Regions from separate parts of the Mus musculus genome. Here regions 1 and 3 are each linked to region 2. Evidence: chromatin contacts called from public promoter capture Hi-C data. All regions are on one chromosome and are shown on one strand. The core of a region is the stretch at or near the end of the contact, and the rest is flanking DNA. Distances in the headings are between cores, read along the strand shown. Region 1 holds the start of Sult5a1 (sulfotransferase family 5A, member 1). Region 2 holds the start of Pabpn1l (poly(A)binding protein nuclear 1-like). Region 3 holds the start of Vps9d1 (VPS9 domain containing 1).

Region 1 (3,829 bases), core at 858-3,357, 540 kb after region 2:
AGCAAACCAGAAAAGGTTCCTCAGAACAGGCGTGGCCCTTCCCGCCCAGCCCGCCTGGGCCCAGTTCAGGGACATGTGATAAGATTCAGCAAGGTATCTTTCCGCTACAGGCCAGAACCTGCCTGCTCTGCGAGGATGGGATCTCGTACTTATAGTGGGATGATCGGTCCCCACCCCCTGCCCACATACAGGGACAGTGACAGCCTGGATCCAGGATCCCATAGCTCTGCTGCCCTATCCTTTAAGATATACTGAGGCTGGAGGCGCAGTCTGACAGATCCCAGCCCACCCACTGCATTCTTTCTGGTGGGAAGCCCAGCCCACAGACCAGGCCCCTGGGTAGATATGTTAAGATGTGAATGGAGGGATCGGATCCAGGGAGTAGGAGGGGGGTGGGGCAGGGCTGGAACTTGGGACAACTATGCAGGGTGGAGGGGAAGGGGGTCTGGTGTGAGGGGAAGACTGTCAGGAATGTGGAGTATAGGAGGGTTGCTTGGCCCTATCTGCTGAATTGCTGACTTACCTAAGTCACTACAGTCCAGGTGGCCCTGGTGGCCAAGTCACATGAAGCAGATCTTGCTCTCAGTGGCATTGTGTCCTAGCTGGGCTATGTCCAGGAGACAAAAGCAAACTATGCCCTATGTGCCTATCCTGACGGATTCAGGATGGGGAGGATGGTTATGCAGGGTCTGCAGAGCTATGCTGCTACCCTGAGCACACTGGAGGAGAGTAGACCAGGCAGTCTTATGGGATTAGGGAGTTCCTGTGCCCCACATAAACATACTTCACTGGGGTGATGTACACCATTCACCCCAGCATGATTCAGGACAAGGAAAAGCTTTGTCCCCCAAGGACCACCCGCCTAAGAATAAAGCCAGATTCTCAGCACACACCCCATTTCACCCCCCCCCCCCCAGCATTCCTCCCATGGCCTCAGAAACACGTTCAAGCAAGTGCAGAGAGATTACAAGAAGTCTGTGTGAACCTGACCAAGGTACAGGGGGAGAGGGGGGCTGCTTGTACCCAGGATACCCTGTGCTTCTGAGGCTATTAGAAAGAGGAACAACCAGCCAAGGAGGCTAGTGAGGGGCTTCATACAGCTGGTACTGACTCAAGCCAGAAAGGCAGCCCTACAGCTTATACCAGTCACAGGTGACAGAGAGGGCCCGGGTGTCTACAGTGCCGAGAAGGGGACTGAGGCACTATGGGTGGCAGGAAGCCCTGGTGTTGGATTGTCCAGGCTCCTTGTCCCAGTCTGTCTCTCACCTGACTTGGGAAATGTTACCAAGAGGATGTCTGTGTCCTGGAACTGGAAGGAGCAAGCCGCTTTCAGGGACTCTGGGGTGTGTATGAATCCTGGGAAGCGGACGCCATCGAAGATTTCAGTGGTGTTCATGCGCTCAGTCATGCTGGTGCTGTGCGGAACAGGGCTGGAGGTGAGGAAGTCTGTTACCGAGGGCCCAAGCTCTTTCCAGTAGATACAGGCCAGTCTGCCATTCCATCATGAAAGTGTTGAGATAGGTCCACACCCAGTGGCTACTGTTATTGCTCTCAGGCATCATTGCAGGACCATCTTAGAACCTTGGACAGACTTGTCTGTCGTCTGGCCCAAGAAAGGTCCCAACCCCATCAGAGGATATAGACCTCTGTGCTATGGCCTTGGAATGACAGTGGCATCTGTCTGGCCTTGAGAGTGTGGCTGGTTGCTTGCAGAATTCTGCCCTAGCCACCAGCTCTTGGCCATCTGTATGCAGGGCTACACCTCGAAAGTGTGTGGTTGTGATGGATCATGAACATCCTTGCGGACTTGAGAGCTGCTTGTCTCGGCCCCAAAGCATAGTGGGATCGGTATCTAAAGGCCCCATCTAGAGAGCAAGCAGCTCCCACCCACAGCCCCCCTCCAGTCTTGCTCTACAGCTGCCCAGACTGGGCTGACAGGAATGTTTCTACTGAATCCTGGAGCAGCCTCCGACAGAAGCCCCACCTCCCCTGTTTCCTCGGGATCCCCTACTTACCACAAAGTCCTTCTTCCAGTGGTACCTGGCTGTGCGCACGCAGCCCAGACCTAGGAAATGTGGCTCAGGCTCTACTTGGGCACCTCCAAAGAGGCTCCACCCTAGCGTTGCAGGGCCCTGGGGCAGAAGACTGCAGGGTGCCCCGCCCCCAACCAGACCCATTTGGGGGAGGGGCTGGGAAGAGCGCCCCCATAGGCAAGCAATAAGCGGATAATCTTCGGGACAAAACCTATTTTTCAAGCAGACTAAGGTGCTCAAAAAATAAGTTTAACAGTGTCTGGGAATGACACAATTTTCCTGTTTCAACAATGCTCCCCTGTGGAGCACTGGCCAGGAAGGGCCAGGAAGGGGCCAGGAAGGGGCCAGGAAGAGGCAGTGCACCGTCCCTTTCTTGTATTCTGACAACAGAAGGCAGCTTTCTCTACCACCCTAGGACCCACCATGCAGTTTATATAATTTTGACATTTGTGGTAAGATACAGTACAAAGCAACCAGCTCTGACAGAGTACATCCGTGAAGACTTTTCCATCTCCCGCCACCTCCAGCTGCCAACCACCAGATTCCCTTGTCTCATGTTCTCATTAGGCAGCTGCCAGCCAGCATGAAAATGTCTCTCTGCCTACAGGGCCACTTACAACCAGAGTCCAGGGGATTTGTATACAACACAACAAAACTTCTTCCATTTGCTTAGGAGATTTGTGTTCTTCTGTTTGGTTGGTTTGGGCTTCTGGTTTGTTTTTGATCCATTCTGCTGCAGGGGAGTACCCAAGGGTCCTCATCCTCTTTGTCTTATAGGTAGGAAACGGTGTGTGTATCAACACACACCCACAGAGCACACACTGACCCGGTGTCTGTTTGTCCTTGGCTGTCCTTTAAAGTGTAACTCTGGTCCTGATTCCTCTTCTCAGACCTTGCCCGGGAGAAATCAGCACACGCAACCCACAGAGACTACAGCCAAGTTCTCCAAAGGCTCAGCTAAATTGATTTCACTAATTCACACACCATGTGACTACCACAGTCACGACTGGGACATATAAAACAGTTCAGGCCTCCTTCTTACCATAAACCCGTGTCCTCCCCCGATAAGTTACTCAAGCCTGTCATCACCTCTTGTTTCCCTTGTTGTTGAAGGCCACACGATGCACAGCCTTGTGTCTGGGTTTGTTCCCTGCTCCTTGTGTTGCTTACGACATTCATCCATGTCATTGTGTGTATGGACAGTTCTTCCACGCGGCTGTGTTGTGTTGAATAGGTAAGTGTTCACCTGCTCACCGTATGTTTACGGACATCAGGGCTGTTTCTAGTTGTGATAGATTTCTTTTTTGTTTGTTTGTTTTTTTGTTTTTTGAAGACAGGGTTTCTCTGTATAGTCCTACAGGCTGTCCTGGAACTCACTTTGTAGACCAGGCTGTCCTCGAACTCAGAAATCCGCCTGCCTCTGCTTCCCAAGTGCTGGGATTAAAGGCGTGTGCCACCACCACCCGGCTGTGATAGCTTTCTTGAAGTGTGATTCATATAGAAGAGCTGAAGATGGGGCTCAGTCGGAAGAGTGCTTACCTGGCGTTCGGGAACCCTGGATTCAGTCTCCGCCATTGCACATACAAGGTGGCATACATGCCAATGCACATACATGGTGGCATATGTGCCATTGCACAAACATGGTGACATATGCCTACAATCCCAGCATTCAGGAGGTAGAGGAGAGTCAAATATTTAAGGTCATCAGCTATACATTGACTTTAAGGCCAGCCTGAGCTACAGGAGACCCTGTCTCAAAAGCAGTGGGAGATTAGAGAGATGGCTCAGCAATTAAC
Region 2 (3,646 bases), core at 1,072-3,571:
GGGAAGTACCTGGATGGAACCCATGTCATGCTCCAAGACACTGGTCTGTACCCTTCTTGCCAGGGTGGCCTGAAGCCAGGGCCCAGGCTGAGACCAGGGCTTGGGGCTCCTGACTTGTGGTATCACTTAGGCTGAAATAATCCCTCCAACTTTTCTCAGATGCAAATGTGATCACAGGACATCCTGGTAATAGCCAGCATCTTCCTGGCCCATTCTGGCAGGCCCCGCCCACACCAAGCCCCGCCCACGCCAAGCCCCACCCTAGGTCTGAGAGTTTTCATCACTTCCTAACTCTGATTAATGCCCACCCAGCTAAGATGCACAAAGGGTCAGGCACTCTAACCTCTCCGAGCCTGGTGGAGGATTTGTGAGTTATTGCACAAGGCTCAGTGGTGGCCCACAGGCGCATGGAGACCCCTGGGGAAACATACCTTGATGACCCGACCTCGGAAGGTGCTCTCATCCAGCCCCACAGCAGCCTTGACAGATCTGTGCGAAGCAAACTCTATATATGCATAGCTGGGGGAGGACAGAGGTGGTGAACATTGGAGCAAGGAGTGAGGGGCTAGCTCCAGCCCCACCCACACTGCCCAGCCTGCCATAGCCCGACACTGACCCCTTGGGGTGTCCAGAGAACTTGTCGCACAGGATAGTGACCCGGTGAATCTCCCCACAGGGACTGAAGTAGGCCTCCAGCTCTGCAGCTGAGCCACCATAATCCACCTGCTCACAGAAAGGGTACCTGGTATAAGTGCTGGGCTATCCCCGTCTCCCTCCTGCTGAGGCGTTGTGGCAGAAAGGGGTTGGAGGGACCCCCCCCCCAAGGTTGGTTGGCCCCTGGCTGGGCATGGGCTGAAGTTGTATCCACTCCTGCCCAGGGTTCAGTGCTGAGAGACAGTTAAGTGTTTCCTGTGTGGACAGCTGGTTGGGTCTCAGGAATTAGCACATGCCGGGTATGTGGCCCATTAAACCTGAATGCTTGACCTCACCTTCGGTTGAATGAACAGTCAAGGCCTGGGCACTATTCGGCCCCGTGGGTTTTACCTTCCCTCTGCACCAGGCCTCCCACTTTGGCCTTGGAGACACTTGCATTTACAACTCCATAGCCTCCTGCCTCAAACTCATAGCCAGCTCCACCCAGGCCAGTCGTGGAGGGGTCTGCCCAGCTAAATGCCCTAATTGGGGGCAGACACCCTAGGAGGGCTATGACCACGCCACCCCCCTCTCTACTCACATTGCCTACAAAGACAGATCTGTGGTCAGCCTCCACATTTTCCTTGGAGGTCCTAGAGAAGAAGCAGTCTGTAGGGAGAGAGAACCTCAGAACTAGCGGGAGGACCTCATTGAGGAGCCCATTCCTCGTGACCCCCAGGGAAGGTCGCCCAGGCTCCCGCGGTCACACTGTGGATTGTGGGTGCGATTCAGAGTATTCCCTCAATTGTCCTCATATGCAGCCCATGCCGAGTACTCTTCCACTGAACACAGGTGGGTTTAGAGTCTTAGCTAAGTGGTCAAGGATTTAGAAGGACAGTTGTCCATCTGAGGACAGGGTTGGCGAGAGTCCCAGGTTCCTACCTACGGTCTCAGGGCTCAGCAGCTGTCTGACCTCAGCCCTCTCTTCCTCTGTGGCCTTTCTCTGTACACAGGGTGGCTCCGGCTGGGCTTCAGCATGCTCCATGGCCCACAGTTTCAGCTTGATGGCCTCCAACTCCTGTTGGCCACGCCACAGTAAGTTTGAGATGGCCTTCAGGCCCCTCTAGAATGGAGGGCAGGTGTGGCCAGCCAGCGCCGGCAGAAAGCCATAGCTACTAGGGGATAACCAAGATCACCCTGTTGTTCCTGTAGCCATAGTCCAGGACTAGGAGCTAAGGCCCCTGGTACCTCTCCTGCCCGGATACCTCCCCCTAGTCAGAGAGGCCTCTGAGGTCTGAAGCACTGGCTCCTTCGCCCCTAGTCACCTGTGCTCCTCCCTCCATGCCCAGGTCCACACCTTCCTGCACGGTTTGTGACGGGGTGCTACCTGGTTGAATACTGGGGACTTGGCCAGGTTCTCTGGTTCCAGCAGGGAGAGAAGGAAGCTCGCATCTTCATTTTCCTCTGCTTCCTTGTCACTTCCTGCTCTACTCCCAGCCCTTGGCACCAAGGAGGTCTTTTCAGTCCTGCCCCAGGCCCCCCAACCTTGGGCCTCAGGATCTGAGGAGACCGTCTGGAGCCAGGCTTCAGTGGGGGGTGGGAAGAGCTCATTGCTCAGGTAAGGCTCCATCTGTAGGTGAGGTAGGCGAGGAGGGCGGACCTGGGGAGCCTTGCCTCTCTGGGTCTGCTTACCTCTGCAGCTGCATCTACCCCGTGGCCCTCCCTTTTAAGTGCTCCCCCTGACCAGCTGCTTTCACTAAAGCCCTAAAGATTAAGAAGGCCTCCCAGCTTGGGCTAGGCTACTGACCAGAGGGGTCAAAGGTTGAATATCTCCTGTCTTCTTCACCAGCTGCATCCCTGAAACACTCAGGGGAGGGTGGATGAGAGCCCAAAGCGGGGTGGGCAGGGACTCACATGACCATGGCTACGCTGTGAGCTTCCTGGAGTCTGCCTGTCACCTGGATATGCCGCGTGCCCTGACCACAGCTCTGACAATAGAACCTAACTGATAATCGGATCTTGTTCAAGCTACCTAATTGTCCTATGAAAAGGACAGATTTCAGGGAGAGGTGGCACTGTGCATGTCAGGATACATTGGGTCAGTTTGAGCAAGCCACCCCTTCCCCCGACCCCCTTCACCCCCACCCCCACCCCCGAGGGCTAAGAGTTCAGGCCTAGGTGGGAGTCTATTATAGCCAGGCACTAGTTAGATGGTTCTTGTTGCCACAAGGAAGGCTCAGGCTGAGCTGTACAACCTGGGTGACATCTACTTGGCGGTGTAGGCTGTAGGCGGGTACATCAGTTCCCAGCCCTGTTCATCTGTTGCCCCTCTGCCCTCACCTCCCAGGACTGCTGCCTGCCAGCCTACATCCATTGACTCCTTACTGGGGCTTCCAGCAGAGGGGCGGATCTAGAAACATATTGCTGGCTTTTGGCTAGACACGGGTACCGATGATTCTTGAGGCTACCCTGCTGAGCCTCTGAGTCAGCTGTGTGTGTTAACATGACCCTAAGAGGTCTCCACAGGGAATTTCTGGTGACTCCATAGCCTCATGTCTTCTGTGACCCTGTCCCCAGGCTCGGCAATAGGGTCTCTCTGAGAATCTGGCTCAGGTAGGAGATGGGATTAGTTTAGCTATATTGTAAGTGGAGTCTGGTGGCTGCCACCCCCACATCCTGGGATTGGCAGAGGGGTTGGGAGGCCGAGGCGGGAGCAGCTGTGGCTGGTGCAGCCCTAAGAAACTGTGTGCTTCTGACCCTAGCCTGACTCCTCATGTACCGTTTAATTCTTCAAAGTGGCTGAAAGCTGTATCACGCTTCATGTGATGGCTCATACTTATACTCAGTACTGGGGCAGGAAGATCACAAGTTCAAGGCCGGCTTGGGATCCAAAGTGAGGTACTGTCGAAAACAACTCACTAGTAATAAAAACTGGTGTGGGTTCCATGCCTCATAAAAGAAGGAGACTCTGTGGAATAGTCACATGACCTGAGATAATGTAGTCTGAGTAGAG
Region 3 (3,412 bases), core at 842-3,341, 630 kb after region 2:
GGCTTCTCTTTCAGAATACACCCAAGCTCTATGCTCCTCCCCATGCTGGGTAGAGCTCTGGGAGGTTCCCAGAATTCTCTTCCACATCCGTCCAAGATGTACAAAACACTAATTTAACTACTTCCTCCTCCAGGACCTTTTAAACGTACTTTTGCTGGCAAGGCCCCCACTTTGTGCATCTCACTCTTAACTACCTTGAGGCAGTGTCTTGACCCAATTCACAATCCGTCCCCTAATCCTGACCACTTCTCCTCAATGCCAGCATGTCACACTATGACATCATATGCTAACGATAAGGACCAGGTTGGAAAGAGACAGGAGACCTCTGGAAAACCTCAGAAGGCAGAAAAGGAGACAGTTCCCCGCCCTCATCTGAAAACATTTGGCGGTGCCAGCTGGTGGGCAAGGGCATGGGTGGGTGGGTGGGGGCACCATTTTGCTATCATGAGAGGAGTAGCAAGTCTGAAGGCATACCTGTAGTGTTTTCCACGTCTTCGAGCAATACCTGGGAGATGTAGTGGATGCTGCGCAGGTATTCCACGTACGCTTCCTAGATGCAGGGGAGAGAATAGCAGTGGTCAGGCCTGCATCCTGCCTGCCTGGTGAATGCCCAGATACAACTGCAGGACCAACAGTGCCTGCTTGTTTTTTGACAAGACTTCCTTCTAGGCTTCAGTGATGGATGGTCCAGCTAGGACACAGATGGTATCTATACTGTCTAGACTTGAAGGGAAAAAGATATCAAACAGAACAAAAAATCAAAGAATTCCTTCCTTCAACACTGTGCTGAGGAGTTCCCAGACAGACACACCTCTCCTCTCATTACTATCCACCACATGAAGGAGCTGAGCTTCAGTCAGGAGGCTCCACAGAGCTGCCTGAGCAGCAATAAGGGTTTCCACTCTGTGTGACAAAGTTCTCTTCCTGTGCAACTCAAAGACTAGCAGTCTTTCCATGTCTCATGAAAAGCACTTCCTGAAATCTGAGGAGAGGATAAGGGCTCATCTGTCAATCTCAAGTTTTGGCTTAGGTGAAGAAATAACATTCTACAGACTCCAGAATAATTCCCTCTGCTCAAAGGAGCCCAGAGCACCGAGCTGCAGGTTTCAGCTGTGTGACCCCTCTGCTCTGGGCTCTGTGACAGCTCAAGACAGAACGCACTCTGGTCTGTATGTGTTTCGTTTTACTCGTTGTCAAAATTACCCAACTTTAATTAGCTCAGCACTTCAGATAAAATGGGTTTCAGGTAGGATTCTGGTCTTGTGAGGGTGCCCTAGAAAACTAAGTTGGGGCACTGGACAACCAGTGATTCGTCCTGTCCTATGGAAGCTCTGGGTGGCCCAGCCGGCTTTTCTACCTTGTTGCCATCCTTTTAATTAGCAGTTATTCTCAGTGACAGGCCACACCCCTTTTGTGCCTGGGTTTCTTTACAAATGACCTTTGAAGGCAACTGCAGACAGCAGCAGCATCCTGAATGAGCCAACAGTCGGGTCTTTTCTAGATTAACTCTACACAGACTCTGTCAAGAATACACACACACACACACACACACACACACACACACACATCTGTCATCTACATCTTGGATGTAGGTCCTTTGCAAACAGAACCTCCTCCTTATGTCACACCGCCTCATCACACAGGTAAATCTAGGCCCAGTGCGAGCTGAGCTGTTCCAGGTCCCCGCAGAGCTCGGCGCCCTTAGCCTCCGGGCCCCGGGTCTCCGGGCGCGGTCCCAGAGCCGCCGCCGCCGCCGCGCGCATCGGGAGCGCCGAATCCCTCTACACGCCCGCCCTCGCCCACCCACCAGGGGCAAAGGGCCTCCCAGAGCTGCTTCCGCGACCCTCCCAGCCTCACCCGGGGCCGGTTGCCGGTGTCTAGCTCGATGGCCTTGTTGGCCAGTTTCATGGCGCTCTGCAGTGGCTTCGCCCCGCCGTCCCCGGCCGCAGCGGCCATGGCGCTGGGCGGGGGCGGGGAGCGGGAGGCCGCGGCGGCAGGGGCGGGACGGGGCGGACGCCTCCAGACCGGAACGCGGAGCGCGGAGCTGAGGGAGGCGCAGGAGCTGCGCACCGCCGGAAGGGGACCCGGACACACTTCCGCCGGCCTTGCCCCGCCCCGCCGCGCCCCGCCCCGCCGCGCAGACTTGGGTTTAGGGGACCGGAGGGGTCAGTGGCTCTTGTCACCTCCTCCGGCCAACTTGCTGCGAGCGCGGACGGGAAGGCTGGCGGGGAGAGCTACTGCTCTGAAGGGTTTCTGTTGTGCGCCACCGCCCGGGCGGCAGTCCGCGGCCGTTCACCCTCCGGGCTGCCCCTCCTTTAAGGGCCTGTCGCGAGTTCCGAGAGACCCGAAGAACTCCGGGCTCCTGACCCCGCCGCGGCCGCTGTGGCTCCCCAGACCGCTCCTCGCTTCCTTGCAGCCCTCGCTTCCTCCGGCTCCGATCTCGGGGAGCCGAGCGGAGCGGGGCAGCGCGGCGGAGAGTAGCGGAACGGCACGGAGTGTGCCAAGTTAAGTCCGCTCTAGCAAGAAGTCAGGGGGCCGAGCCACACCGAGCAGCGCGGAGCAGGGAGCGAGTGTCGCCTACCACCATGAAGCGGGACCGCCTCGGCCGCTTCCTGTCTCCCGGAATAGCTCGGCAGCGCGGGGGTTCGGGCGGCGGCTGTGGAAGCGGTCGGACTCGGGGTCGCCCTTCTCGCAGCGGCGGAACGAGCGCTGACGGGGCGGCTGCTCAGCTCAGCTGGGGCTCGATGACACGCTCCTGCGGGGACACAGGCGACGACGGTACAGACGAAGCTGGTGGGTTCCAGGCGTCCTCGGGCCCCGGTGCGAGCTTAGTGATAATGAGAGCAAACCAGGCCTCCTGGTTCTGGAGAACGCGGGCCCTCTGGAGAACTGCCGATAGAGGCCCTTTCCTCTGCCGCCCAGACAGCTCTGTGTCGCTGCTATTTAGTGCGTAAGATTTGAAGGCACACAGGTGTGGCTTCAAGTTTGCTCTTCGTGCTATGGACTTTTAGGGTAATTGCTTAACTTTTTCTGAACCCCAGTTTCTTGATGGTTAAAACAGGCCTATAACCTAACCTGCGTTGGGAACTGAGTTAAGTGAACTAACTGCTTGTTCCTTGTGCGGCTGCGAGTTTGTGAACAAGCAGCAGCTAGTTAGGTTAACAGCCTCCATGTGCATCACATTAGTGTGGTGTTCTTCAGTCATCTGAGAATGGCTTTCCTATGTAAGCTGTCCTTTACTCCCACTAGGGGCAGTTGGGTGGCATCATGCACATGCTGCAGGCAGGGCACCTATAGATGGACAGGGATGAACAGTGAGTTAGTTTCTTGAGGCACGGCTTGGACACATTTTCAGAATAGGGATGTTAAGTTTCATCTTCGTTGTAGGCATCTGGGGTTCCTTGAATATTGA

The links. Promoter capture Hi-C pulls out the DNA fragments that hold promoters and counts their contacts. Capture Hi-C pulls out chosen DNA fragments and counts their contacts.
Region 1: a contact with region 2 is called in a promoter capture Hi-C map of stem cell-derived epiblast-like cells, with 2.3 times the contacts expected there. The contact joins the promoter of Sult5a1 here to the promoter of Pabpn1l in region 2. A contact is called at or near these places in 14 of 39 promoter capture datasets (the 3T3-L1 cell line, 3T3-L1-derived adipocytes, HPC-7-derived erythroid cells and 8 more), 1 of 484 Hi-C or Micro-C datasets (bone marrow-derived macrophages), 3 of 115 datasets of contacts at active chromatin or transcription factors (astrocytes, effector CD8 T cells and large pre-B cells) and 2 of 9 other capture datasets (adipose tissue and liver).
Region 3: a contact with region 2 is called in a promoter capture Hi-C map of adipose tissue. The contact joins the promoter of Vps9d1 here to the promoter of Pabpn1l in region 2. A contact is called at or near these places in 1 of 484 Hi-C or Micro-C datasets (bone marrow-derived macrophages), 4 of 115 datasets of contacts at active chromatin or transcription factors (embryonic forebrain, embryonic hindbrain, embryonic stem cells and 1 more) and 1 of 9 other capture datasets (adipose tissue).

Annotation. Positions count from the first base shown.
Region 1 is chr8:123,156,173-123,160,001 of GRCm38.p6, forward strand. It overlaps Sult5a1 (sulfotransferase family 5A, member 1), which reads right to left and starts at 2,108. Exons shown (of 7, transcript NM_020564.3): 1 at 2,016-2,108; 2 at 1,267-1,415. The coding sequence starts at 1,408.
Region 2 is chr8:122,620,414-122,624,059 of GRCm38.p6, forward strand. It overlaps Pabpn1l (poly(A)binding protein nuclear 1-like), which reads right to left and starts at 2,322. Exons shown (of 7, transcript NM_001007462.1): 1 at 2,021-2,322; 2 at 1,576-1,711; 3 at 1,235-1,302; 4 at 617-723; 5 at 432-519; 6 at 1-9. The coding sequence starts at 2,263. Mir6396 (microRNA 6396) reads right to left here and starts at 1,962; the gene lies at 1,852-1,962.
Region 3 is chr8:123,252,131-123,255,542 of GRCm38.p6, forward strand. Vps9d1 (VPS9 domain containing 1) reads right to left here and starts at 2,092. Exons shown (of 15, transcript NM_028200.2): 1 at 1,858-2,092; 2 at 475-550. The coding sequence starts at 1,956. It overlaps Zfp276 (zinc finger protein (C2H2 type) 276), which reads left to right and starts at 2,065. Exons shown (of 11, transcript NM_020497.2): 1 at 2,065-2,793. The coding sequence starts at 2,586.